Linked DNA regions of Mus musculus: region 1 is linked to region 2. The links are chromatin contacts, called in public promoter capture Hi-C maps. All regions are on one chromosome and are shown on one strand. The core of a region is the stretch at or near the end of the contact, and the rest is flanking DNA. Distances in the headings are between cores, read along the strand shown. Region 1 has its middle 45 kb from the start of Gm25388. Region 2 holds the start of Gpd2 (glycerol phosphate dehydrogenase 2, mitochondrial).

Region 1 (4,090 bases), core at 503-3,002, 460 kb before region 2:
GTGTTTTCTATACAGCTTAAGGTTCTCTGTGCTAGTAAGGAGTGTTGCTGGGTTGAAGTTCCATTCCCTATAGTTTAAGGTACTTTTTGCAATGACTTATTTGGTGGCAAAAACCAGGAGGCATGAAAGGACACAAAATTAGAACTATGGCTGGCTCCAGTTCACCTGTACATGCAACAACAACACCCCCCCCCCCAGAGACAAACATGAGCTGTGTCTCCAGCCTCACTGTCCATCAGTAAGACCTGCCAGCCATCACAGGACCCTTATCTACCTCATGGAGTTTCTGCAAAGGTAAAATAAGGTGACTGATAGGAATTCAATATGTAAGCTTTCTCAGTAAGAGCATCATTGGCTGACTTAAGGCAGTCCAAATTGGTTGAAAAGAACCTCAAAGTGGTTCCTTGGAAGTTTTATTTAGAACTGTTCTCAGCTACTGTAGTAAGTCACACATTGGGGGGGGGGTCGTTTATTTGTTTTTGTTTTTGTTTTTTTTTTCTTGCACATAAATCAAGAAAATTTGAGGTAAGCATTAAATTTTAATTTTTTTTTTTTAAAATCTCTGCTTTGAAAATGGTCCTAATATAGTGATGTGGACTTTCTAAGCCACAAGAGTGAAAAGAGGGTGGAAAAAAAAAAGCTGAAAAGGACATCTCAAGAATGGAATTACTTAGTTTACAGTTAACTTTTCACTTTCAGAGAAGCATTGTCGTCTTACCTGGTATTATATTTAGGGAGTAATAAACAAACAAATGAAAAACAGGAGTTAGTATTCTCCCTCTTTTGTGAAGTCAATGTTCTCAAAAACTATTAAAGAAACATAATGACCTTGCTTTGACCTGGCCCCTAAAAGGACCAGGATCAATAAAAGACAGGTGTCATCCCTCACAAATGTTTTAGCAAGGACGGTGATGTAGAGTCCTGGAGAGAGAATAGCACACCGTTCTAAACTGGCTCAGCCCATCTGCATTTGTGGTGGGTATCTCTATATACCTAAAGTTTTAATTAGAAAATTCCTATAATAAGGGTTTGGCAAGAGCCATCCTCTAACTTACAACAGAAAGAAGATTAGAAGCAGTGACAAGGCTGAAATTATTCTTATTGATAGAGTGGTGAGGGTGCCTTCAACTTGAGTAAAAGTAATTAGGTTAACTTTATTTCTTGCCTTGGCAGCGCCTTCTCCCTTTGTTGATGTAATCAAGCCCCCTTTCCTTCACTGCTCTAAATCACTGCAGAGTCCTTAGAACCAGAAAGCACAAAATGCTTGCTGACTAAAGGGCTCTATTGAGTGACTTCAGCTCCCGCTGCCTGAGGACAGACTGCATATTGAAGCATAAGAGGGGAAGGGGGTGGGCTTCAAAAGAATTAGCGCTTGCTTTATTTGGTCACAATCTGACTCCTACATGATTCTGATTTTATTGGAGAAGACTTGAAGCTGTCAAGGATAAATTAAGGAGTAAATAATCCCCCTGTCGCTGAAAAGGGACCACAGAAAGACTGGGGTCTCGAGGTTTCTTTGTTAGCACGTCCCGTCGGCTCTTTACTGTTGAGATTGTTGTCAGTTTTCTAGACACAGAAGTCATCTCCTTCTTGCTCCATGCTCTGTTTTGGGTTAGTTTGTGTCATTTTTCTTGCAGTGGAAAATTTCTGTGTCCTGAAGAAATGCTTTCACCTGCCAGTGAGGTAAACACAGTATGCCCTGTTTTACCAAAAGAGGGCAATGTTGCTGTGCGGAACCTCCTCGCTCTGCTCCAACTGGGTCCCCAGAATGGTAAATAATCGCCTCTGTCTGTTCCCTTTCACCGCATAACAAGTTTGCACATGTCTCTGCGCTTTGTAGTTAATCTGGACTTTGTAACTATCTGTCCTACCTATTAACGCCATCCACTCCCAAATTGTTTAAAGGGTAATGCCTTTCACTCCATGCGTGACTGGCACACGCGGGCGGAAAAGCTGTCTCTGTAATTCTGCTCTTTTCTCTATGCCATTGATAGACAAGAGGAAAAACAGCCTGCTTTATGAAATGTTGAAAGGCGTGTCTACTATCCTCCTATTCCCAAACATTCGGTCAGCAAAGTGTCTATTCTTGCTCTCCACGGGTAACCAAACAGAAAAGCCAAAGTCGGGGGTGGGGGAAATTGTTTTCAGGAAACTTACTTGAAAATTAGCCCTTGTTCTATTAGCTAAGACATGAGTGGAAACTAATACCAGGATGCAGATGATAACTGGTTAACTGGCAGTCGGTTTCTTTTGTGGAGTCTCGGGTTGGTTTTGTTCAACCCCCTGTCAATTCAGGCCTTTATGAAAAACTTGCTTTCTTCAGGAAGATGCTAAATTGGTGTTAGTTCTTTTCTTTAAAAAGGATGGCGTGTCTTAACCTTATCCTGCTTCTGCTTTAGGGTTTTATGTATTTTATTTATTTTGTCGCTCCTTTAAAGACTTGTGATCTGATTGTTTCTTGGAAAGTACAATTTAGCTCTTCCCTGGACGGCTTGTTAGAGGAGGAGAATTCCTGGGGTGTTTTTGGTGAAAGAAGGGACTCTCTGGAGAGTGCTTTTGCTCTCTTAAGTCCCTGCGGTACATTGCCACTAGAGCAACCTGCTTCCACGTTTAAAACACCTCCTAGCTCATTTCCCTACATATACATGTTTACCCTTATGTATAACACTAATCTTGCTTTTGTTTTTATTAGTGATTCATGTTTAAAGTTTATTAAAAAGAAAAGGCTGTAGACATTTTTCTTGAGCATTAAATAACACTGATCTCATTTTCTACAAAGCTGTCACTAGTCATTTTATCAGAACCAAAAATCAAAAAAAAGGTATAAACCTCATCATCATTAAAACTAAAAAATAAATTAAACAAAAAAAAAAAAAAAAAAAAGAACTAGGTTCAGAGTGATAAATTCTTGAAGGAAGTGGAGGGCTTAGAAGAGCCTAATGGTGTTTTTCAGTTTCTAAAGTGCCTCGTGTTCTTATATTTAACTGGGCTTCAAAGATTTAAGTAGAATCTATCATCCTTGGGACATCAATAAAACCCAAAGCAAGCCATGGCTGCTGTAGGCGCTCCCAGGAAATCCTTATTTAACATTGACTTCGTTTACAGTGGCTCTGTGCTTTCATTTCCTCTGAGTTAAAGCCCACAGTCTCATTTCTGCTTCCTTCCCCTACAACTCTCCGTGTATGTACATGAGACAGTCTACATTATTAAAAGAATAATAACTGTCTTGCAGGTTTCTGAACCCAAGATTGTATTTTCTTTCTCAAATATTCATTAAAAAAAATAGAGATTCTATTTTATTGAAAGTGCTCTTTAATGAATAGTATTCCTGTTTGCGTACACGAAGGAGCTTCCCGGGCCATTCCCTGACAGTAATTGTGGTCTGAATTGAGAACATACAGGAACGGAGCGCAGTTAATGGCCACCCTGTGGATTGAGCGCTCCATTTTTGTCATATCTGCCTACATTTTAAAATGCAGAAATTAAGCCAGGAAAGAGTTAATTATGTTCCCGTATCAGGAAACCCTCAATGAGCAGTCAGAGAGAAGAAGGCTTTGTCTTTGATGCAAAACAGAAATTTCAAAGACCCTGGCAGATGATAGTATATAAATAGTAACCAAGCATGGTGTGTGCCTCTGCCTCTGTGTGTGTGTGTGTGTGTGTGTGTGTGTGTGTGTGTGTGTGTGGTGTGACTTGAGAACAGGAAATCTTCTAGTAACTCAATGTACAATATTAAAGAAAATAAATGAGCCTGGGGCACCTTTTAATTTCCACAGAATTTGAATGAATAAACAGAGTTAAGTTGTTTTTTTTTCCAACCAAACAGCACCCTACTGTTTATCTACTCTAGCTTCATCTTTGCTCACTTGATAATTTACCAGCATGAAGAAACACAGCTGTCACTTGAGTAACATTAGAATGTTTGGACCCAAAGGGTCCAGACAGAAGAGACACGACCATAGATGGAATTATCTGAGCAAGATGGGGTTTTCAACGAACAATTAGATTTTTGCACTTTGTAAGATGTAGGAGTATAAAGGCTTTATTGTTAAATACTTGGCTTGTTAGAAATGGAATAATAATTTAAAAA
Region 2 (4,227 bases), core at 664-3,163:
TTGTGGAAGACTATTGCAAACCAAGCCACCACTCCTGGTGCTAGAGATCTGAAAGTGTGTAAGACACACCCAACCCCAGTAAAAACGTACATCCTGGCCTGGAGAGATGGCTCAGGGGTTAAGAGCACTGGCGGCCCTTCTGAAAGTCCTGAGTTCAAATCCCAGCAAGCACAGGATGGCTCACAACCATCAGTAATGAGATCTGACACCCTCTTCCGGTGTGCCTGAAGACAGCTACAGTGTACTTAGATATAACAACAAATAAATCTTTGGGCCGGAGCAAGTGGGGCCAGAGCAAGCAGAGGTCCCAAGTTCAATTCCTAACAACCACATGATGGCTCACAAGCATCTGTACAAGTACAGTGTACTCATATACATAAAATAAATCTTAAAAAAAAAAAAAAAACTTACATCCTGACTATGGACAGGATAATGTAAGAATTCTATCAGTATGTCAACATCATTCATCTCATTCATCCACAGTGACAATCAACTCTTTTTTGACTGTCTATAAGAAGCATTAGTTATAAGACTCAGCAGTGGGGTGTGACATCCACTGAGAACTGCTAACTCTGTGCCCTTTTCATTAACAGTGAGGCATGCAACTGCCTTCCCATGGTTCCTAGAATGACTTATTTATAAGGTGACTATGTGACTAATGCTCTCAGAAAGCAGAGTTCTAACAGTTTTGTCTCTCATCCCAAATTCTTTCCCATTGTTCACTGAGGTGAAGGGTTAGGTTGCTAAAATGAAGGAAGTGTGGTCGTTTGACTAATGTCTCTATGAGAAACAGGGGGAGGTTTCAACACTCATCATTAAGGCCCCAGAGACAGCACATGCTATCCACTGGGCAATGGCATCCAGGCCCCATATGCTAACCAACAGCTCCCAAGAAGCCCCATGGTCCCAGAGAGGCCATCACCAGCACTTTCCACGTTCAAAAAGAGAAATTCCAAGACTCTCAAACTTTGAAATACATGCAAGATACAAAGTTTTGTTTTAAGCAAACAGGGCAACTTCCTTCTCTCACCTACTCACACAAATTGACAAATGTAACTTTTGGCTGTTTCTGTAGCAACCCCTGGGATATTTACTTCTTGTAACACTTAGATGCCCCTGTCATTGAACTTTTGTAAGAACTTGTGTTGCTTGAGGAAGGCTGTTTCAGGAGTACGTATATCTTCCTAAGGGATAAAGGACGGTCTAGGGACCATCACCTGCTAAAAGCCTTCCTAAAGCTGCAGCACTCAGCAAACTTTCTTTGGCAAGACACAGTTGCTTTGCGGAGAGAGGAGGCTGTTGCCGGTGTACACTTTGCATTTCCTCCTGGGCCAGTCACACCCCGGCAACTGAGTTTCTCAAAGAAAGCCTCCTCCCCCTTGCAGAAGGGTCTTCCCCGCCTCACCTCAGAAGGAAACAGCAAGCCTCCGCATCAGACAAGCCACTTTCACAAGTTAAAACTTTGCATAAAGTTTCATTGATGTGGGAACGCCCTGCCTCCAGCTAGGTAAAGCGTATCTCAAACGTATTCCAGTCTCGCCTAACCCTGAATGAGAATTGTGCTCCTCCTCCGTTGGTGGGAACAAATTCACAGTCTCGCCCCAGTTTCCCGCCACCACCACCTCCACCTCCGCCACACCGCAGTCCCACCGAGTCACACAAGTCAGAGAGGGACCACTTCCTCCTAGAAGCCGAGGCAGAGGACCAGGTCGCCAGGACGCACACACCTGAGATCGGTCGTCACGCGCAAGGGGTCGGCGAGCAAGGGAGTCAGGATCCTCCAGCCAGAACGGAGTCGGCCTCACCGAGAACCAGAGTGGCCCTGAGCTCGCGGCGAGCGCGCCGGGATGTCACCGGGTCAGGCGGGGCCACCGTAACCCGACCCGCCCGCCGACGCCCCTCCCGGCCACTTCCTCCTCCCCTCGTGCGCCTCCGCCTCCCCGGGGGATGATCCGGCAACTCAGCCACCGCCTTCGCCGCGACACCGCGGCCCGGGCGACTCTGCCCGGCAGGGAAATGCGGAAGTGCAGCCGGTGGGAAAGGGCGGCTGCAGACCCGGCGCTCTGGGTCTCGCAGGGACGTGGGCTGGCCATGCCCGAGGTTATCGATCCTGCCCTGAGCCCCGGCGGAGCACGACTCCATACCCTGCCACTCCTTGCTAGCTGGAGGAAAGAAGAGAGGGCTGAGCTAGGCCGGGGAAGCCGCTGTGGTGTTGGGTTTCTGTCCCTCCCCACGCGGGCCACTCCTGCCATCTGCCCTAGGGGGAGGACGTTTCCCCCGCCTGCTGCCTACCGGGGTTGCCTTACCTGATCACCCGTCGCGCGCCCTTAGATCCGGCGTCCCCTCCTCCGCGCCTCCCAGCCGCCAGGCTTCCCTGGGCCTAGAAAGGCGTCTAGGAGTCGGGGGACTCTAGGGACTCGGCCTGCAGCTCTCGGCCCAGATACCCCAGCGTGTTCTGTGGGCGCTCCAGGCCTGTGGACCCCGGGCCTGAATGTTAGCACCGGGACCCGCTGAGAAGAACAAGCCAAATCAGCAAGGGTGGGATGCTGAGCGCTGGCCCAGCGGGCCGGGCCTCGTACAGGTGGGGGGAGGCGGAGAACCCTGGCTGCGGAGCCACAGGCTTCCCACTTGCACCCCCTCCCAACCCGACCCTGCCCACTGAGCATGCCCAGCTCACTTGTTGCAACTAAAAGGGTTAAGCAAAACCAAGGGTACCCAAGGAGGGCTCAGTTCGGGTTCCGAAAGACCCCACTTTAAATCCTGAGATTATGGTGTTGAAAAGTAGGCAGGGACTGATCCGAAAAGCTCCTCGTGCCAAATTAGTTTGAAGGAAATTGTAGCAGTGTTTAGTAATCAATTGCTAAGTCACATACATAGTATTCTTAAACCCTGTAGAAATGCCTATAGTTTGGGGTCACAAACTCACAGTAACTTATGGCAAACAAACCCTCTGTAAAGGCAAAAGAACTTGTTCCTGGCCTTGGACACGCTAAATTTACGAACTAAGCTTCTGTCGCTGTACCACTGAAAGGGTTTGGAAATAAGCCAGGGAATCTTTAGCGTTTAAAATGTGCCTTTCACAGTACAGCTATGGTGCCTGGTACAGCATCACCTGAGAACTTGGCAGAAATGCAAACAATCTGAGCTAGTGGCTACCTGAGTCCCAAACATCCGAGTTCCAGCTCCAGACCTAACCAAGCATTACAGAGGTCCAGATTCACACTAAGGGTTGAGAGCTGATGTTCAATAGCTCGGTCCTAAAGGATTCTAGTTTGAGAGCCCTAGAAGTAAGCCACTGACTTTCGGTTTTCCTGTTTTTCAGATCTCAAATATTTACTTAGAAGTTCAATGCGTTTCTCTGCAAAGAAGTAGGTCGAAATCAGGGTCCATGCTGACTTCCCACTAATTCACCTAAAAGACTGCAGTTCCTGGAAATGAAACCATTCCGCCATTGACTTTCGCATCCTAGTGCCTATAAAAGATGTTTAAATGTTCGTTGGCTTTAAGTGGATGCTTAAGTGAACAGTGTGTTTCTGGCCCAACTATGTCAAGTCTTTCTTCACTAAGTACTCCACCCATGAAGGATTCAGCTCTCATCAGAAACCCATGAGCACCCATCAGACCTCGGCATAACTTAGACGACAGAGGAGAAAAATCGGAAGCCCTGGGCAGCATTGCACTTGACAAATATGGGCCTCAAAACAAACAAAAAAGATCAGAACAGGAAGCATCCAATAGGATTCATGAAGAGCCCTAAAGGAAAAAGATGCGACAATGTGGGAAAAGGGTAAAGAGCCAGGAAGCAGCCCCAAACAATCCATGTGTTTCTTTTGAGTCCTCTCTGTCAAAACCACTGCATTTTGGCATTGTTCCTGTGTATATCACATTTCATCCCCACCACTGCTGAATAAAAGGAGCAAAATTAGAGAGGAAAATGCTCTACAGCAGATATATTCATGAATTAAAACTACTGCTTGCTTCCAACTGCTCAGATCACAACTAACTTAGAACATGTTTGTTTGTTTGTTTGTTTTAAAAAATAAAATAAAACAGCACATCTTTAATCCCAGCTGCTTGGAGATAGAGAATGGCCATGAACTTGACATCAGTGTGGCCCACATAGCAAATTCCAGGACAGCCAGAGCTACAGTGAGGCCTATCTGAAGCAGGTGGGGGGGACAGACTCATTTTTTCAGTGAACAACAGATAATTTTAAAATGTAAAGGT

The links. Promoter capture Hi-C pulls out the DNA fragments that hold promoters and counts their contacts.
Region 1: a promoter capture Hi-C map of hippocampal neurons shows a contact between it and region 2, with 5 times the contacts expected there. The contact joins the enhancer-like site here to the promoter of Gpd2 in region 2. A contact is called at or near these places in 6 of 39 promoter capture datasets (the HPC-7 cell line, HPC-7-derived erythroid cells, cranial neural crest and 4 more), 1 of 484 Hi-C or Micro-C datasets (ventral hippocampal neurons), 7 of 115 datasets of contacts at active chromatin or transcription factors (astrocytes, bone marrow-derived macrophages, craniofacial prominence and 4 more) and 1 of 9 other capture datasets (pancreatic islet).

What each region holds. Positions count from the first base shown.
Region 1 is chr2:57,696,618-57,700,707 of GRCm38.p6, reverse strand. No RefSeq gene overlaps it. Among named protein-coding and RNA genes, the nearest start is that of Gm25388, 45 kb to the right of the region's middle. Within about 2 kb of position 1,752, at least 35 of the 459 cell types and tissues checked have an H3K27ac peak or open chromatin away from gene starts, as enhancers often do. A contact at or near this core is called in the HPC-7 cell line, embryonic forebrain and hippocampal neurons, where this site is marked.
Region 2 is chr2:57,236,068-57,240,294 of GRCm38.p6, reverse strand. It overlaps Gpd2 (glycerol phosphate dehydrogenase 2, mitochondrial), which reads right to left and starts at 1,913. Exons shown (of 17, transcript NM_010274.3): 1 at 1,728-1,913.